Regions from separate parts of the Pan troglodytes genome. Here region 1 is linked to region 2. A link is a contact called in public HiChIP or PLAC-seq data. All regions are on one chromosome and are shown on one strand. Each heading gives the region's core, a stretch centred on a gene start, on an enhancer-like site or on the middle of the called end of the contact. The rest is flanking DNA. Distances are from core to core; before and after follow the strand shown.

The links. HiChIP or PLAC-seq counts read pairs in DNA pulled down with a chosen protein or histone mark.
Region 1: an H3K4me3 HiChIP or PLAC-seq map of stem cell-derived excitatory neurons shows a contact between it and region 2, with 5 times the contacts expected there. The contact joins the promoter of TMEM198 here to the promoter of DNPEP in region 2. A contact is called at or near these places in 4 of 7 Hi-C or Micro-C datasets (blood, induced pluripotent stem cells and stem cell-derived neural progenitor cells), 1 of 1 datasets of contacts at active chromatin or transcription factors (stem cell-derived excitatory neurons) and 1 of 1 other capture datasets (stem cell-derived neural stem cells).

Annotation. Positions count from the first base shown.
Region 1 is chr13:121,801,767-121,806,841 of NHGRI_mPanTro3-v2.0_pri, forward strand. TMEM198 (transmembrane protein 198) reads left to right here and starts at 3,772. Exons shown (of 5, transcript XM_009444387.4): 1 at 3,772-4,253; 2 at 4,601-4,770. The coding sequence starts at 4,605. CHPF (chondroitin polymerizing factor) reads right to left here and starts at 3,852. Exons shown (of 4, transcript XM_003309469.6): 1 at 3,103-3,852; 2 at 1,496-2,069; 3 at 826-1,005; 4 at 1-515. The coding sequence starts at 3,416.
Region 2 is chr13:121,658,876-121,664,450 of NHGRI_mPanTro3-v2.0_pri, forward strand. DNPEP (aspartyl aminopeptidase) reads right to left here and starts at 2,512. Exons shown (of 15, transcript XM_016950565.3): 1 at 2,308-2,512. The coding sequence starts at 2,490.

The DNA.
Region 1 (5,075 bases), core at 2,522-5,021, 140 kb after region 2:
GCCTCCAAGAAGCCAGGGGCCAGGTCACGCTCAGCCGCAGCTAGAGGCAGCAGCACAGTGAGACGTGAGGCCTCAGTGACATAGGGCACAGGCAAGATCTCCACGCGGCTCAGTGGCCGGAGCAGCTGCACTCGGCGAGTGAGGGGCCGGCGGCCTCCCTGGGGGGTCAGTGCCTCCAGCTGCAAGTCTAGCATGTATTCCATACCCCGGGCCGGATCAAAGCGTCGGTAGCCATTCACCAGCTGCTGCTTCTGGAGCCGCAAGGCCGGGTGGTAGCGGCGGTTGAGCTCCTCTAGAGCTGTCCCCAGAACATCGGCCACATCAGCCCGGTCAGCCCCACGCAGTGGGCAGCGGGGTGAGCCATCGGCGCAAGAGAAAGCGTGCTGCTCCGTGAAGTAGTCCCAGCGCAGCACCTCAAAGCGGGAGGCCGGGCGGGATGGTGCTGGAATGCCCACGGGCCAAGCAGCTGCCCGGTCCCCATCAACGGCCAGACGGCTGGTATTCTGGATCTCCCACTGGATCAGAGAAACAGGCCATCAGCAAGGGACAGATTAGAGGGAGCAGCACACAGCTGGGGGACTGGGTAGGCAGTAGGTGCCACTCAGGATGGGCCCCTCATCCCCTGCCAACCTCTGCCCACCCAGGGCCCATACCTATCATTTCCCCAGCATAGACAGCCAGGAGGCTCATCAGAGAATGTAGAAACAGGCAGGGGCTGGGAAGTAGTTTTGTTCTGTGATTCTAGTGCTAACTTGTCATTTCTCTGGGCTGTGACTTCTCAGATCCCGTCCCCGTCACTCTGCCACCCCCAGACCTAGACCATACCTGTAACTCCTGGATCTCCTGGTACGTGCGTTCCAGTTCAGCTCGGGCGAAAGCCTTGTGCAGCTGGTACATGTGCACAGGGTCACGCACAGGGTGGGCTGTCAGGGCACTTCGGAAACGAGGGTCCCCCTCCTGCACTGGCTCCCCAGGGCTCAGCTCCAGATGGCTATAGTGCACCCCCTGGGGAGAGGAAGGGAAGGGATCTGTGATGAGCTGGCATTGTCTTCCGTTGTCTCATAGTAAGTGTCTCATCTCCTCAGCCTATGACCTGTTGTGGACTTGCAGTCTGAGGGTTTAAGTCTACCCTGACCAGTTGTGAGTCTGTGTGACCTTCAGCATGCCTCCGCTAGCTCATCTGCGAAATGGGCATGCGTCCTGTCTCAGAGCTGTCCAAGGGCTAAAATAATAACTAACATCAAATGCCTATTATGTACAAGGCTCCCTGATTTTTTCTAATCCTTGTAACAACCCCGAGCAATAATTATTTCCATTGGCACAAAGGAAGATACTGAAGCCCAGGATATTTAGTAATTTACTGGGGGTCACAGAGATAGAAAATAAATGTCCGAATTGGCATGGAAAAGCAGGCCTGTATCTCCAACATCCCTTTGCCTCTCAGAGGGATTTGAACATGACAAGGAGGTATCAGTGGGATAGCTTATCGTCCCACCTCGTGGTCACCAGTGCAGCCCACCCCGGTGGCATCGAGAATGCAGCGACCCAGCCACTCGTCAGGGCGCGCACTGACGATGTCGTTGCGGCAGCCTTCCAGGTGGGGGCGCAGTTGCTGCAGCAGCATGCGCGACAGCAGCACCCCAAAGCCTCCGTGGCAGTAGCGGCCGGGGGTGGGCTCTCCGCCGATGAAGTCCTGGGGCCGGCCCAGGTACAGGTGGGCGGCGGAGGCCAGGCTGAGGTGGCCAGTTAGGCGTGCCAGGCCGTGCGCCTCGGTGTAGGTGGTGTCAGGCACCAGGAAGAACCAGTCAAAGTCGTCGCCGTGCTGCTCCAGCAGGTGGCGCAGCGCCAGGTGCAGGTGTCCGATGGGTCGCTCCTCGCCCAGCGTCACCACTGCCATGCCAGGTGGGGCCCGGCGGCCCCGTGCGCCCGTCAGGAACACCACACGCTCCAGCCGGTGCCCCAGCGTGCGATTCACGGCCACGCCCAGCGTGGGCAGCGTGGCCTGAGAGGTCAGCACCGCCACCAGCAGCCTCTGCCTGATGCCCAGCTCCGTGCTGATGTAGCGGGTCCTAGGGGAGGAGATGGCACAAGCTTATCAAAAAGACAACGGGGCGGGGGGTGGGGGGAGTGGTCAGCACAGACCCTGGCAGGTCACATCTTCTCTGTATCTGTTTTCTCACCTATGAATAGGTTAAAAATAAACCCTCTCTCCCAGGGGTCATGAGGATTTAAACGAAATGGTCTTAAACAGGTAGTGCTTTGCATTTGGGAGATGGCAATACCCACCCAGATAGGAGAGAGATATTGTGGGTCTGACTCCGGGGTTCGCTACTTAGTAGTTATGTCCTTGAGCATGTTATTTAACCTGAGCCATCTGTAAAATGGGACTGATTATATCTGTTTAAAGCACCCAGCCAAACGCTGGACACACCATGTATCTACTCATTTCTATATAAATATGCCATTATGCCACAAATGCCTCACATAAATGATATAAAGAAACGTTTGGCATAGGGGTGTACTGAGTGTTTTTGCGGGGAGGGGCAAACTGCACTCAGGGGCTCTAGGAACTTACCTTTTGGTAAGGCAGAAGGTAAATTGCAGAACCAGCATTTGAACCCAATGTTACTTAGAAGTTATTTCAACTCATCAGCAGAGACATTAATGAGATAGGTACATTCCTCCCTCCCCCATCTCACCCTGAGGTGGCCCTTGTAACCCACTCAGGAACAAGAGATCCAGGTAAATCCTAGTTCTCTCCTTTCTCTTTCCCTGTCTCTATACACTCACCCTATATACAAATCATTTCTCTAACACCAGCAGCCCAGCCAGGGAGCTAGTAGGATCTCTGGGGTGCCATCGGGTCGAGCCAGTTTAGGACAGAGATTAGTAAGTTCAGCCCAGGCCGGGATAGGGCCCAGAGAAAGTCTCGGACTGGCCCCACGGCTCTCGGGAAGGCAGGGCCATCGGAAGTTATCGGGGCCCAAAGACTTCCTGGCTCGCCAGCCCCTTCCTTCCGGAGCCCGACCCGGGCCCGGGCGACTTCCCCGCGCGCTTCCCGGCCGCTGCCCAGGGGGTAGAGCGGGCGCAGCCGATCACTACCTGACGGCCTTTTTGGCGGCCTGGCCGGGCTGTGCGGGGTGGTAGGGCAAGACGCGCGGCTCCCAATTCTCCCCGGCGCCTTCGCCGGCCCCGGGCTTCTCGCGCTCCGCTCCGGGCTGCACCGAGTTGGGCCGGCGCGCCGCGTTGGTGTTGCCGCGCGGCGGCAGCTCAGAGTCTCCAGTTTGGGGCGGGCCTGGGCCACACGGCTCCTCCACCCAGGTGACGCTGAGCAGGCTCAAGGTGAAGCCCAGGGAGATGCCCACGGCCACGGGCCCTGCGGGCCGCAGCACCGACAGCAGCAGCGATGCCCGCATGGCGCCCGGACCGCGGGTCCCGGGCCCCGGCGAAGCCCCAGAGCAGCCAGAGGAGGCTCCGAGGGGGCGGGACCGGGGAGGGGGCGGATCCGGAGGGCTCGGGCCCCGCGGGCGGGCCCGCTCCCTCCCCGCAGAGCAGAGCCAGCGGCCCGAGCCGAATCCCCGGAGCCGCGCCTCGATTCCCCTCCAGCAGCTGCTCTGGGCTGCGCAGGGTTCTTGCGCTCGGCACTGGAGCCTCAGCCGCGGCCGCAGCTGTCCGACGTGTCACTGCAAGGGCCCCGCCCCCGGGGTGGGGTCTCGGGCTCTCGCTACCGGAGAGGGAGGAGAAGTGGGAGGTTAAAGGGGAAGGACCCCCGGAAGTGCCCCCTCCTCAGTGCGGGAGAGGGAGACGCCGGGGGCGGAGTCCCCTGCCTCCCGCGGCGTGGTTGGTGCGTCCCAGGTGACGTCAGAAGCAGCCCGCCCCTGCCTGGATGGTGCGCCGAGTGACGTCAGGAGCAGAGGCCGGAGCTGTCCATCAGCACCAAAGGCCGCGGGCGGGCTCAGGGCATGGGGCCGCGGTTCTGGGGCGGCCCGAGCCCCGGCTCCTGCGCCTTCCCCTTCCTCAGGCCCAGCCCGAGTTCCTGGACGTCGCGGGACTGGAGTGCCAGCCGGTGTTGGACGTGGAGCGGCGCCACCACCGCGCCGACACCATTCTCTCCGGCCCAGCAGCCCCCTTCCTCGCACGACGGACTTTCCCTGGACCCCAGTCAGTTGGAGCCTCTGGCGCCCCGCAACCCCGGCCCCTCGGGCCTCTGCACAGCCTCTTTCACTCAGAAGCTCAGGTCGCCTCCAGCCCAGGTAAATCTTGGACAATCCCATATTGAGCCGCCCACAGATGAATCTCTTGGCTGCCTCCTTCTCACTGGCAGCACTCTCCCTTCATCCCCCCTGACTCCCGTCCCTCTTTTAACTTCATCCCAGCCTCCACTAGCCAGGCACTTTTGTTTCCCTTTGTCTTTGCTCCCCACTCCAGAGATGCTTCCAGAGCTGCACAAATGTGGATACCACTCCTTTGTCCACTGTCCTTGCTGAGTTCTCCCAATCCCTCTCCCACCCCCATCCTGGTGGGGACCCAGGACTCCTCCGTGACCCCAACTTTCCCTCTGTCAGGTTAACTTGGGAGGGTGACTCCCTTCTATTCCCAGCACTATGCCGGGGACTGTGGCAACACTGCGGTTCCAGCTGCTGCCCCCTGAGCCAGATGATGCCTTCTGGGGTGCACCTTGTGAACAGCCCCTGGAGCGCAGGTACCAGGCACTGCCGGCCCTCGTCTGCATCATGTGCTGTTTGTTTGGAGTCGTCTACTGCTTCTTCGGTGAGATCCCCATCTCATCCCTCACCTGGGCTCCCCAGTGTTTCCCCGAGTTCTTTTTCTGGGCCCCCAAGTCTTCTCTGAATCCCTCTACCATCATGAATAATTCTTCCTTTTCTTTCATCCCACACATTTATAGATTGTCTAGACTCTAGATTATAGGAAAAACAGGTTTTTGGATTAGGCACACCTGAGTGTGAATTTACTTAGCTTTGCAGTTACTAATTGTGATGTCTTGGGCACATTAATCTGTCTGAGCCTCAGTTTTCTCATCTGAACAATGATCACAATATTTGTCTCATGTAGTG
Region 2 (5,575 bases), core at 1,262-3,761:
TACACTGGAGATTCCTATTAGGCCCACACGGACACTGTGCAAAAACAATTGGATATGTGAGATTATATATAGTTCAGAAGAGATATCTGGGCTGGGGATATGTAAATTTGACAATTATCGGGGTACAGATGCTATTTAAAGTCATGAGATTGGAGATTAGCAAGGGTTACAGGCATGTGCCACCATGCCTGGCTAATTTTTGTATTTTTAGTAGAGACAAGGTTTTGCCATGTTGGCCAGGCTGGTCTTAAACTCCTGACCTCAAGTGATTCACCCGCCTTGGCCTCCCAAAGTGCTGGGATTACAGGCATGAGCCACTGTGCCTGGATGCTTTTCTTTTTTTTTAATTTTTAATTTTAGATGGAGTTTCACTATGTTGCCCCCACTGGCGGCAAACACCTGGGCTCAAGCAGTCCTCCCATCTTGGCCTCCCAAAGTGTTAGGATTACAGTTGTGAGCCATCACACCTGGCCCAGAGAGCTAGCTGTTAAACATCTACCATCACACCACAGACTTAGAGCCTTAGCTTCCTCATCTGTAAACCGGTGGAAGATAGTCATAACCTCATAATGTTATGAGGAGTAAATGGGATAATGCACGTAGGGTGCTCATCACTGAGTTCTTCAAATAGTTAAGTGGGCAGTACTTGTGAGCTAGTATTATCTCTCATTTTGAACCATGAGCAACTTAAGGGCAGGTCTCTGCGCTAATCATCTTGATATCTTTAGTGCCTGGCCTGACATGTAGTAGGTTCTCAATGAATGTTTACTAAATTAGTGAATAAATGGCAAATAATAGTAACTTGGGGCCGGGCGCGTTGGCTCACGCCTGTAATCCCAGCACTCTGGGAGGCCAAGGCGGGTGGATCACCTGAGGTCAGGGGTTCAAGGTCAGTCTGGCCAACATGGTGAAACCCTGTCTCTACTAAAAATACAAAAATGAGCTGGGTGTGGTGGTACATGCCTGTAATCCTAGCTACTTGGGAGGATGAGGCAGGAGAATCGCTTGAACCCAGGAGATGGAGGTTGCAGTGAGCCGAGATTGTACCACTGCACTCCAGCCTGGGCGACAGAGCAAGACTCCATCTCAAAAAAAAAAAAAAGTAACTAGGGTAATTTGTCTCTAGAAAACCTGGACTTTTTCAGAAGACTTTTAGGACACACTTCTTAATCTTTAAACATGAGGGTTTTCAGGCCCTGTGGCAGGATGCCAGGGGAGTCTGGGGTGCACTCCTACCACCCAAGGGTAATGTCTGCCCTTGCAGGCCCGGCTCTGAGCCCCCAAGGAATGCAGCTTCTGATGCACCCCCTCCAGGTGGCAGGCACAGGCCCTCGCCTTCCTCTGGGAGCCAAGATGGGGCATTTCTGGCTCTCAACCTGACTAGAGGTCATTTAATCCTCGCTGGATTTGTCTTGTTTATTTTAGTGAACAGGGCTGTTTACTTTCAGTTCGTATTTCTAGGGAAGCTTACTCATTTTGCTTCCCGTTTATTTACTCTTTGCAAGCACTTGAGTTTGAGTAAATATGTCTATAAAGTTCCAGGGACTGGGTGATTCTGTGTCTGCTATTTTAATGGCCTTTAAACAGTGTCTGCTCAGGTAGGCATTTTATAGATGGGTTGAAAAGATAGGCAATTCTGTTCTCAGTGGCCTCTGACTCCTTTCCAAGCTGACAGCTGGCCACCAGCAGCTTATGAATCATGGCTTTTCATCAGTAATAAAAATATCAAAGGCCAACACCTATCTCAAACAGAAACCGACCCACCCTGGTCCACCAGGCATGGGGCTTGGAAACTGGCAGGTGTTTAAACTCTAAGGCAGTGTTTAGGGTGCGAATCCCCCGGAGTGCTATTTAAAATGCAGATTCATGAGCCCCATACCTGAAACTCCTGATTTGGAAGATTTGGGCTGAGGCCCAGGGATCTCCACTTTTAACAGGTGCTGCAAGTAATTTTGCCATCTTTAGATCACCCTGAGAAACACTAATCTAAATTATCAAAAAACACTTGTGCTGATGGGTGGGCTGCCCTTGAACTCAGTTGTTGGGCAACGTGGAGAGAATAGGGCACCAGACAGGGTTGTTTGGAAAGATTAAATCCTCCAAAGTTAGCCAAGATGATGATGAGTATTATTCTGTTAAGCCACTTGCTCGAGGTCTGGTTTGTTAGCAGACTGAGAGCAGGGGACCCTATCTCATTCATCTCTTTATCCCCATAATGCCTAAGCCAGTGCGTGGCTCATGGAAGGCTGGTGCCTAGGAACATGTGTCTGCACTGGCTGGCCACAGAACTAGACAGGCCCCGGTTACCTTGTGGTAGCCGTTGAGCCAGCTGTTGGGGACGAACATGATGGAGAGGCTCCGAGCCATGGTGACCTGCTCACCTCCTCCCAAGGCTGGAGACTGGGTCTGAGTGGACAGGCCTGAACCGTGTGCCTTTTTTGCCGGATCCTTCCCCTGCCTTGGGCCCCAACTTGCAGGGCTCTCCGACATCCCTAGAGCCCATTATGACATCACCAGTGCAATTTGAAGCAGTAACATCCTCAGGCACCCCAAGCCACAGGCTGACGTATGGTGGCCAACGTCTAAATGTTGACACCTGACCTGGGGGAGGGGTGTCTTGTATTCTGGGAGGCTAAGAATAGAGACTTTCTTCTTTCCCTGAAGAACTCCTCCCTCATTCTCTATTTTGGCCCCTTTGTTTGCTTCCTGCCAGCCAATGCTCTAATTATTTCACTTATCCGTGTTTACTTTTTTATTATCTGTCTCTCCCATCAGAATGTGAGCTCCAGGAGGACACGGCCCTCCCTGTTTCCTTGTTCCCTGCTGTGTCCCAGTACCAAGCACAGTGTCTGATGTAGTAAGTGCTCGATAAAGACTTTCTGGGGCATGAAGACATGAATGAGAGGCTTCACTGGCTCTGGTCATCCATTCATTTATTCATTCGAAATGCATGCCTGGTGCATCTGTTGTGGGCCAGGCTCTTGTCCACCTGAATAACTCCCATTTCTGCCCTGAGAAGCTGCCAGCCTGGTGGCGGGTTGCTGGAGACACATCCTTTGTGTCATGCACTCTGACAGGGGCTATCTCTGAGCTCTAACAGAGATGGGGTTGCTTGGAGGAGCACGCTGTGGCAATGACAGGCTCTTAAACCAGAGCAATGGTATCTCATCTAGCAGGATTTCCCCCGCCTGATTCAGGGAGCCCCATCTGCCCCGAGGCCTCTGCCTGTGCTGACAACCACTGCTGCTTGTTTCTGCTAATATTGCAGCAGGGTGCTTCTATAGAAGCAATCTATAAAACACCATTTACAGCCATAACTGAACCACAAAAATCAATCCCCAACGCTCACTCCCATCAACAAACATGCTTTGAGGGCCTCCTGGGTATGGGGCACAGTTTGATGGTGCCCTGGGAGTCAGAGTGATGAGTAAAATGAGGACTCTGCCCCTGGGGGAGGAGGGGTTTCGAATCTCCCAAGGGAGACAGGCCACATGGGAATGGGATAATTACTGGACTCGGCAAAATCGTGGATGCCAAGTAGAGAATGAAGGCTCTAGAACTGTGCTGGTTAGTACAGCAGCCACCAGCTATGCAGGGCTATTGAGCCCTTGACATGTGGCTACACCTTCAAGTACCTCTCACGTTGAGAAATGCTATACCTATAAAACAATGTGCCACTGGATTATGTACAAAATGTATGAAATATCTCCATTTTAAGATATTGCTTACAGGTTAAAATGATAGTATTTTGGATACATTGTTAAATATACTATCATTGCTATATTAGTAACATTAATTTCACCTGTTTTTATTACTTTTTTTTTTTTGATACAAAGTCTCGCTCTGTCACCCAGGCTGGAGTGCAGTGGCACCATCTTGGCTCACTGCAATCTTCCCCTCCTGGGTTCAAGCAATTCCCCTGCCTCAGCCTCCCGAGTAGCTGGGATTATAGGTGCCTGCCACCACGCTTGGCTAATTTTTGCATTTCTAGTAGAGATGAGGTTTCTCCATGTTGGCCAGGCTGGTCTCGAACTCCTGACCTCAAGTGATCCACCCGCCTCGGCCTCCCAAAGTGCTGGGATTACAGGCGTGAGCCACTGCGCCCGACCTGTTTTTATTACATTTTAAAATTGCAGCTACTAGAACATTCAAAATGACATACATGGCTTCCATTGTATTTCTGTGAGACAGCACTGGTCTAGGAGTAGAGGACCCAGCAGGGCACCAATAGCCTGTGTGACTGCAGCTGCAAGAATTCTGAGGAAATGGGACAATGAGGAACCTGCAAGGGGAAACTGAAGATGGGTGTGGGGAAGACATTTGAAAAGTTTGATCATGAAGGGAAGGAGGGAGGCGGCAGTTCCGGGAGGCCACCAGGGTCCCAAGGACAATCAGTAATAGATGCTCACCAGGTCTTCCTCTCCCTCCTGCCATCTTCCAGAAAGATAGACCCTGGGCACTTGCAGACACCCCCCCACCACCCACCCCCTGCACACCCCTGGCAGTGCTCTAGAGTGAGGCTCCTTCATTTCAGTCCTTGGCAAGGGGGAGTGAGCCAGAGATGGCATTAAGCTGAATGTGGCTGCTAAGTCATGGTAAGTAACAGCCTTGGCCAGGCCATCCATTGCAAGGTGGGTTAAAAACACATCTCTCCTCCCTGACTGCCAGCTCTGGGCTCTGGGTAAAGGGCAATGGTGGGGAAGGAGAGATCAGGGATTCTGATATAGATGCAGCTGGGAGTTTGGTCAGTGTTTGAGATCAGGGAGGATTTTTCAGAGCAGCAGTGTGGCCCAGGAGGAGGAAGTCAGTTCCCTGACCTAGCCAGACAAAGCTCCCATTATGGACACGTTTCGTCGGGGGAAATCAGGCAGCCTGGATCTGATGTTCATTTCTCTGCCTGTGCCCTCCCCCTCAGCCACACAGAGAAGCTGTAAACACTCGAATACAAGGATTAACTCTGCGTGTGGTGTCTGGGACATTATGAACAACTCTTGGTGGCTGTGTTTGTGTCTGTGTTAAATTGATCTTTTTAACCCCCAGCACCTAGGACGTGAGGCTGCCAAGCTTGGTATTCAATAAATATTGATGGATGAAGGAACAATGGAAGAAAGGAGTGCATGGGTAAACAAATGACAAATATGTCAAAGCACGGATGCAGATTCTTAGAATGGGCTAATGCTGTTTTCTGCTGGATTTTTGGATGTGTACAAGCGAGTTCTCTCACAATACAGATCCACAGTGTCTGGGTCAGAGGAGAACTGATGCTCAGCATGGCATTTCACCATCCTGCCTGCCTGCCTGGGGCCCTGGGCCCACAGGCTTTGGGGAGAGCGTATGGCCAGGCTGCAGCCTTCCTGGGATAAAGCTCTGCCTTTTAGTCTCTTATCCTACTTTTTAGAAGCCCTTTAAGGTCTTTGTTAAAGGAAATCTAATGTGAAGAATTCCAGGAGAACTGGATAAGCCTGACTATGGGTGGGCGTGACTGAATTACTTCCCGGGCTGGCTAAGGAAGGCCTCCCCCGAAGTGCATCGGAAGCCTGCAGCTTCACCTTATGGCCACTGGAGGGCACTTGGA